Linked DNA regions of Sus scrofa: region 1 is linked to region 2. A link is a contact called in public Hi-C data. All regions are on one chromosome and are shown on one strand. The core of a region is the stretch at or near the end of the contact, and the rest is flanking DNA. Distances in the headings are between cores, read along the strand shown. Region 1 has its middle 19 kb from the start of SMKR1. Region 2 overlaps GALNTL5 (inactive polypeptide N-acetylgalactosaminyltransferase-like protein 5).

Region 1 (4,341 bases), core at 106-2,605, about 14 Mb after region 2:
CAGCAAATATTTCTGGTCTTCCTCTGGGGTGCATTGGGCATTGTGTTTCCCCACTCCCTCAAAGGTAGGTGTGGCCATGTGACTTTCTTTGGCCAATAAAGTGAGAGAAGTGACTTGTATCATTTCCAGGGAAAACTTTAAGGGTCCGTGTGCAATTTCCACTTCCTTCTTTCCTTCCTGCTGCCCAGCAACCTGTGACATTTTACTTGGTGGCTGCTGCATAAGTCTGGGTCCCTGAATGAGGATGACATGGGCAGACCCCCAGGCTACCCTCAATGGATACAGAGCCTGAAGGAGAAAGAAAAACCTTTGGGACAGCCCTTCATGAACTGCAGCCTTAATAAGAAACCTTGTTTTAAGCCACTGTGATCAGGAATTTATTTGCTACTGTAGCATAATTAGCTTGTTACAAAAATCCTTCAACAAATGTTTATGTGCCAAGGTGCTGTCGGTATAGCTGGGAACAAGAAAGCGGTCAATAAGCCACCAAGCCCTGCTATCAGAGAGCTACTTTCTAGCAAGGAAGACAACCATTAAACAACGAACTGTACAATTAGCTGTTCAATCGTCAAAGCATGGAGAAGCACAGGGCCCTGAAGACTGTACAACAAAAGACCTAATTTGGCCCCAGGGCAGAGAGACTTCTCCTGGGAGACATAAAGCTTGCACCTAAAGGCTGATGAGGAGTTAGCCGGCTGAAAGGGAGAACAGTGTTCCAGGCAGAGGGAACAGCAGGAGCAAAATCCCTGAGGCAGAAGGGAACTTGAGCAGCAGGGATGCTGAGAACAGAATGGAGAAGTGCTGGGATGCCAGGAGGCCGGGAGGCAGGCAGGGGCCTGGCTTTGGGCCACAGTGGGAAGTTTGGCCTTAACCCAAAACCAGAGGAATGTTCGGAGGAAAAGAGTAAGGTGATCCTAACTGCATTTTTTTTTTCTTTTTCTCTCTCTCTCTCTCTTTTTTTTTTGGCAGAGACGTGCAGCAGCCTGACGCAGGATCAGTTCCCAGACCAGGGATTGAACCCTAGCTGCAGCAGTGAAAGCGCTGAGTCCTAACCACCAGACCACCAGGAACTTCCTTAACTGTATTTTTAAAGAGCAGCAGCCAACTCAGATTTTTTTGTGTGATAAGAAATGTCAGGTATGGAGAAAAATCAATCCTTAGTTGGCCCTGATCCGCAAGACAAAACACAACACAGCCCCCAAACCCAGCAGCGGAGGCTTTGCCTGCATGTGGAGCCTGCCTCCAGGAGCCTCTGGCCACTGCAGGCTTCAAAGCAGGTGGCATCGCCGCGGCTGTCGCAGCTCAGGGACGCAGGCTGCATCCTCCCACCACCAGGGGGCGAAGAGGAGGTGCGCAGCGCGGCGGGGCGCAGACTCGGATTGTGACAGCACGTGGTTACGGTTACGGTGTGCGCTCCGCGGAGGCCTCTGTTCCTCCTTTCTACGTTTACTCTCAACTCCTGTTTATCAAGGAGCCTGAGACCAAGAGGGCCCCCTGTCCAGCAGATCGTGGTCCCTCTTCCCTTCCTCATTCTCCCGGACAGCTGCTGCGTGCAGCTCCCCCCAGACTCCCTTTCTTCCAGGCTCTTGCTCTCCTCCTCCACCTGTGACAGTTCTTTTTCTTCCTTCTACCCCTAAATCAAAGGAGGCTGTTCGCAAGCTTCCTAACTCGGTGCTCCTTTCTTTGCACTACCCTGACGAGCTCTCGGCCCCAACCATGAGCTTGCGTTGGAGTACCTCTAAACCTACAACCCCGACCAATAGCTCTATAGGGAGCCCTGGTCCCTGACTCCTGACTCCCGAATGCCTGCAGGGCATCTCCCTGAATTTTCCATGGCCGCCTGACGTCCCCCAGAGAGAAGGTGTGATTCACTTCGCTCATGTTTTACAGCCAGGTGCCCAACCTTGGTGCAGTCAGGGAGGGTGGGAGAGTAGGGGTGGGAAGGAAGCGGAAGTGGTAGAGAGCATAGCCAAAGTGGGGCACAAGGGGAGAACCAGCGTATAAATAGAGACCACAGGAAGAGGAGAAATAAAACAGATATGGGGAGTTCCCGAAGTGGCTCAAGGGAAACGAATCTGACTAGTATCATGAGGACGCAGGTTCAATCCCTGGCCTTGCTCAGTGGGTTAAGGATCCGGCGTTGTCATGAGCTGTGGTGTAGGTCACAGACGTGGCTCAGATCCCACGTTGTTTGTGGCTGTGGTGTAGACCAGCAGCTACACCTCCGATTGGACCCCTAGCCTGGGAAGCTCCACATGCTGGGGGTGCAGCCCTAGAAAAACAAACAAAAAAAACACAAAAAACAAAAACGAAAACCAGATGTGGAAGCACAGGCTGAGCTAGGAGAGCCAAGAGGGATGGTGTCAAGAAAGCCCAGAGAAAAGAGACTTGAGAAGAAGGGAGTGGATGGCAAACAGGACACTGGCTTTGGCAATTACCAAATTCCATTCATTCAGAGACATATTTTTTTTCACATTTGAACACAATGTATCATATAACCAATGGTACTTCATTGTTAATTTGAGGTGAGCCCCTCCCACCTCATTCTTAGTGGTACATAAAATAATGTTATGGTTTGCAACCTTTTTTATTTTTTTGTCTTTTTTGCCTTCTCTAGGGCCGCACCCACGGCATATGGAGTTCCCAGGCTAGGGGTCTAATCAGAGCTGTAGCCACCCGCCTATGCCAGAGCCACAGCGATGTGGGATCCGAGCCGCGTCTGCAACCTACACCATAGCTCACAGCAACACCGGATCCTTAACCCACTGAGCAAGGCCAGGGATCGAACCTGCAACCTCATGGTTCCTGGTCAGATTCGTTAACCACTGAGCCACAATGGGAACTCCTAGTTTGCAATCTGTAGAATTGTAGAATTAATGCAACAATGACAGTTATCAAGCAATTTCACTGGAGCAGTGGAGGCAGAAGTTGAATGTGATGGATTAAAAGAAGACATTCAACAAAACAACTGCTGCTAGACTTAAAAAAATGTCAACATGGGAGTTTCCATTGCGGCTCAGTGGTAACAAACCTGACTAGGATCCATGAGGACATGGGTTTGATCCCTGGCCTCACTCAGTGGGTTAAGTATCCTGTGTTTCCATGAGCTGTGGAGTAGGCCTACAGCTGCACCTCCAATTTGACCCCTAGCCTAGGAACTTCCATATGCCACACATGTGGCCCTAAAAATGCAAAAAAATTCCCCTGCCCTGCACAGGAGGAAACTGTTTCAGATTAATGGAGACCACAAAAACACAGTGGCTAAACACAATGTGTGATCCTTGATTAAATCACTGGTCAAAAAATAATCTAGCTCACTGGGAAAAAATTCATTAGGAGAAAATGAGTAACAACTATAAAATTATACTGAATTGAAGTCAATTTCTTGACCATGATAATCCTATTGTGGTTATAAATGAGAATGTCCTTATTCTCAGCAGCTAAAGTATTTACGAGTGAAGAATAATAATATATGTGACTTGCTTTAAGATGTTTCAGGAGGGAATCCCTATTGTGGCTCAGTGGGTTACAAACCCAACTACTATCCATGAGGATTCAGGTTCAATCCCTGGCCTCGCTCAATGGGTTAAGGATCAAGCATTATGGTAAGCTGTGGTGTAGGTCAAACACAAGGCTTGGAGGCTATGTTGTAGGCCAGCAGCTGCAGCTCTGATTCAACCCCTAGTCTGGGAACTTCCATATGCCACAAGTTTGGCCCTAAAAAAAACCCCAAAAAACAAAAAAAAGGTTCAGGAAAGAAAAGTGCATATATATATATATGTATATAAAGTATATACATATACATATATATACACATGTATATGTATATATAAAGTGTGTATATATACACACTTACTGTATGTATACATACATATTTTAACATTTTGTCACATTTGCTTTCTATGTATGTAAAACACATAGATAAATACACATTATATGTATAATATGCATATGTATTATATAGAGATCCACAACTTTTTTTTTTTTTGGTCTTTTTAGGGCCACACCCAGGGCATATGGTAGTTCCCAGGCTAGGGGTCAAATCAGAGCTGCAGCTGCCAGCCTACACCACAGCCACAGCAATGTGGGATCCATAACCCACTGAACAAGGCCAGGGATCGAACCCACATCCTCATGGATACTAGTTGAGTTTGCAACTCACTGAGCCACAACAGGAACCCTGAGATCCACAACTTAACACTTTCCCACATTTGGTTAGTCACTCTGATTATCTGTATATAAGAAATACATATGCACATATACATATATGTATGTTTACATGTATTTGTATTATTCATTATGTAATATATACAATTTATTACACATGCACATGTATGTCTA
Region 2 (4,522 bases), core at 918-3,417:
CCGTGTTGCCGTGAGCTGTGCTGTAGGTCACAGATGCAACTTGGATCTGGTGTTGCTGTGGCTCTGGTGTAGGCTGGCGGCTACAGCTCCGATTCACCCCCTAGCCTGGGAACCTCCGTATGCCATGTGTGACCCTAAAAAGACAAAAGACAGAAAAAAAAAAGCTATCTTCTCCCAACTTTTTCTCGAGAGCAACTATTTAAAATTGCTTTAAAAACTGATTCTTAGGTATTTGCCTCCATTCTGCACATCTCTGGGGGCTTTTCAAGGTTAGGATGCTCTACTTTTATAACGGATCCAATTCCCAAGGTTGGATATTCAATGATTGCTCCAAGAGAGAAGGATCTGGTGCCAGTTTTTAAAGGGCTAAATATGGAGACCAGCGATCTCGTATTAACAGAGCACTCAACAGTTATCTAAGTGATGGTGGCTCATTACTCAAAGCTTTCATGACAGCTTTCCCTGGAGCAGATCTGAAATATTACAGGCAATTTACGGGAAGTGTGTATTTAAAATTCTTTCTGAAAATGCTTTTTTCTCAGTCTCCTAATACCACTTAGTATCTGTAGTATCTGGCCTGGGAATATGCCTGAGAGACAGGCTTCAAAAAACACCAGCAAAGCAATGAGGGTGGCCTGGGGCTCAGGGGCAGACCCTACTCCCCAACGGTTCTCCACAGTGCAGCTGCAGGCTTGTCAAAATGCAGACCCTTCTGAGAGGCAGGGTGCAGAGCTGATGATGCCTTTTCAGCGGTCCTGCCGCCGTTTAATTTTAAAGGAAGAGCACAGCATGAGTTCCTGCCGGGATGTCCCTTTCACCTGCCTGGGACCCAGATGTTTCCTGTCCTCGCCTTCCTTCCCAGACCCATCATTCATCTTGGAAGGAACTGGAGAAGCAGCTTTAGCCTGTGGAGGTGCTTTGATGACTGCAGCCAGTGGAACCTTCCCGACCACCTTGCTGCATAAATTATGTAAATAACCGCCTGGAGTTTCACTGACCTGCCTGCTCCAGTGGTCCCATTACCACGTTGCTCTCACTGTCACACGGTGTAAATCATGCACCATCTGCTAAAGACACATGACACAGTTTGGGCCCCCAAACCTATATTTATTATTCCCTGGAGGAATTTTAAAAGGACTCATGTCAATTTTTGAAAATTCTGGGAGGGTGATGGATGAGATTCCGTTCACAGCCCTCTGGGAGGTGACGATGGCTTTATTTCGTTTCCGCATATATGACTGCCCTTCACTCACTTCTTCGAGTCTCACACTGAGGTTTTGTTCTTTCTTTTTTTTTTTTCTTTTGCGGCCACACCCACGGCATGTGGAAGTTCCGCAGGCCAGAGATTGGACCTGTGCCACAGCAGTGACCGCAGCCGAAGCAGTAACAATGCCAGATCCTTAACCTGCTGCACCCCCGTGGAACTCTCTGTCCTTTCCTTTATGTACGAGCTGTGCGTCCATTTTTTCCTAATTACATCTTTCTTTCCTTTAGTTTTTCAGCTTGTTATTGTGATTATATGAGAAGAGAATTACTTTTTTTTTTTTAAATCTTTTTAGGGCCACACCCGCAGCATATGGAGGTTCCCAGGTTAGGGGTCTAATTGGAGCTGTAGCCACCAACCTACACCCCAGCGCATGGCAACGCTGGATCCTTAACCCACTGAGCAAGGCCAGGGATCGAACCGGCGTCCTAGCTGGGTTCATTACCACTGAGTCACAACGAGAACTCCTAAGTTTTGAATATTTATCTTCCAGTCACTTTAGGGAATTATCTTACTAGTTTTAAGCATTTTCTGTCAATTTTGTTTTCTAGGTGGGTGATTATTTTATCAAATTCTTGTCTCCTTTTCAATATGTATAATTCTTGGTCCATTCAGAACTCAGTAAGAATACTTCTTGTTCCAACGATTTTGTTAGGTATTTTTTTTTTTTTTGTCATGTTAAGGAAATAACATTTGTTTGTTGTTTCACTATGGATTTTTTTTTTTTATTTGGGGAAGAATGCTGGATTTTGTTCAGATAAAGTCTCTAGAGCTGGACTTTGGGGTCAGGTCCCACTGAGCAAGTAGACAAATCTGATGTTGGTACCTAAGAAGGACAGCTTTTCAAACGTCCAGGAAATGTCAACAGTTTATGGGGACAGCAAGACAGTGTCTTTCCAATTAGATTATTCCAGATAACCCAGAACTATTCCGGTAGGATTAAGGGCGTGCCCCTCAGCCACCACTGCTTCCCTCCATCCTTGCCCTCCCTGTGGGGCCTGTGAGACCTCTCCCAGGCTGCCTGGACTCTGGGCTGGAGGTGGAGTAGAGGCTAGAGGCAAGGGGAGGCCAGAATGTTTCTCCCTCTGGTTCTCTGCCTCCTGGGGTGTCCTTGGAAGAGGCTCCGTGGCCTCCTGGGCTCCACTCTCACTGAACAGCCCTCCTTTGATGGCCGAGCGAGATTCAGATGGCCCTGTTGTGGGGGCTTCTGGTAGCACCTCCTCAAACCATCTCTCCTGCCATTGGATTCCAGCCATGCAGCTCTGTGGGGACCCTGGGGTTTGATGCTCTGTATTAAATTCCCTCTGGCTGAAATCCGGGCGGAGGGCCCTGACTGAGCTGGTCCCCCACAGTCCATGTAGCTGCTAAGGATTCTCACACTGCAGCCCAGGTCCCCGACCTCTGTGCTCGGGTTTCTGGACACACTGCTCTGTCGGATGTGGATGAGTGGGCAGCCCTGAGTCCCAACGCCAGGACCGGCCTGCCTCTCTCCGCCAGAGGACTGGGCAGTGTTGGGAGCCCTCTATCAGGCGCTGCAGCCTGCAGGAGGCTATAGATGGGCCTTTTCGCAAAGCCCCTGGCACAGGGAGGGGTGCCTGGGCTTTGGAACGGGCTGAGGGGGCTACTCTTGCCACAGAAGTCCTATCGATGAGTATGCTGAGCCCTTAAGTTCTTTTCTCAGCATCTTAGCCACTGCAATGGAGGCAAAGCCAGGTCCAGTTTTTCTCTGGGTACCATTCTTTTCCCGCGGTCCCTGATGTTGCCTTCATCTTGCAGGCCATTCCTTTCCGGCTCGGTTCTGCTGGAGGAAGAACAACCACTACAGTGGTTAAGAGCTTGGGTTTAAAACCAGCTCGGCCTCCTATGCGTGCCTTAGTTTTGTCACCTGTAAAATGGGATTGAGAGCGGCAGCAACTCGTCTCGGGGGTCACCAGTCATCAGACAAAACCCAACTCGCCATTTCTTAGCTCCACTGTGTTCGCAGCACCTGCTGTCTGCTTCTGTGCCAGACACCTGCACACACTCACCTCACATAGTTCCCAGCACAGATGTGCAAGGCAGTGCTACGGCCTCGCCCCACAGAGGAGGAAAGCAGGCTTCGATGGTTAAGGAACTTGCCCCAGACCTCGCCCGGTGGGAAAGAGAGCTGCGTGGGCAGTGCCAACAGGCCCTCAAAGTCCTTCCTCCGCAGCCTGCACCCTGAGGTCTCTACGGTCCAAACCAAACCTGCTGCAGTTTCCAGAACATTCCATGCTGTTTCATTCCCGTTTCTTGCCTACATGCTGTTCTCCCCAGTGCATTTTGAGAATTATGAGTAATCGGATTTGGCAAAAACAAGTGGTGTGGACGTGGGGAAGTAGGGAGAGAAGACAGGACGGGCGGAAGCGAGGGATGCAGTGATGCAATCCAGGCTGCGTTTAGGTTTTTGAGCAGGCGCGCGAGTGCGCCCCGTGCCCTCCCATTCCTGAAGGGGGCGCTGTGGCCTTCTACTTGGGATCCTGACACCAAAACCTGTGGTTTCAACATCTGGGGCTGGGGTTGAAAAGTCCATACAGGAGTTCCTGTCATGACTCAGCAGTTAACGAACCTGACTAGTATCCATAAGGACGAGGGTTCGATCCCGGACCTCGCCCAGTGGGTTAAGGATCTGGCACTGCCATGAGCTGTGGTGCAGGTCACAGATGCGGCTCAGATCCCGAGTGGCTGTGGCTGTGGCCAGCAGCTGCAACTCTTGATTCGACCCCTAGCCTGGGAACCTCCATATGCCGCGGATGTGGCCCTAAAAAGACAAAAAAAAAAAAAAAAAAAAGAAAAGTGCATACAGCATGTCTGCCTCTGATGGACTTCGCTTAGCTGGAGTGGTTGCCATGGCAATGCACAATTACCATGGCGCTACTAGAAATGGGACTGATGGCCCAGTCACCAGCCATTGATCGTCACGTCTTTTGTTTCCTCCCCCCACAAAAGCTTTTCTTTCAAGACAGTACATGCATGAGAAACACTTTCAGGCTGATAGGAATTACGACCCTCGGTGTAAACCACTTTTCATCTTCTTGGCTGGGGCCAAGGGAAGAAATGGGGAGAATTTGCTACTGAGGGTGGCTTATGACAGGGGCCTACCAGTTTGCCACAGTGCCTAGACGTCCCAGGAGCCTGTGCCCCTGCCTCTCCAGCTCCATTTCAAATCCCAGTCACTGATCCCCCAACTTCCTGACCTGACCTTGGGTTTAGCTTCTCCAGGGCTCGTCCTCACTCTAC

The links. A called contact is a pair of places that touch in the nucleus more often than the background predicts.
Region 1: a contact with region 2 is called in a Hi-C map of retroperitoneal adipose tissue, with 7 times the contacts expected there. The contact joins two enhancer-like sites. A contact is called at or near these places in 5 of 47 Hi-C or Micro-C datasets (liver, mesenteric adipose tissue, omental adipose tissue and 2 more).

Annotation. Positions count from the first base shown.
Region 1 is chr18:19,179,031-19,183,371 of Sscrofa11.1, forward strand. No RefSeq gene overlaps it. Among named protein-coding and RNA genes, the nearest start is that of SMKR1, 19 kb to the right of the region's middle. Within about 2 kb of position 1,356, at least 18 of the 83 cell types and tissues checked have an H3K27ac peak or open chromatin away from gene starts, as enhancers often do. A contact at or near this core is called in retroperitoneal adipose tissue, where this site is marked.
Region 2 is chr18:5,452,499-5,457,020 of Sscrofa11.1, forward strand. The region is part of intron 1 of GALNTL5 (inactive polypeptide N-acetylgalactosaminyltransferase-like protein 5); the gene reads right to left. Among named protein-coding and RNA genes, the nearest start is that of GALNTL5, 20 kb to the right of the region's middle. Within about 2 kb of position 2,168, at least 7 of the 83 cell types and tissues checked have an H3K27ac peak or open chromatin away from gene starts, as enhancers often do. A contact at or near this core is called in retroperitoneal adipose tissue, where this site is marked.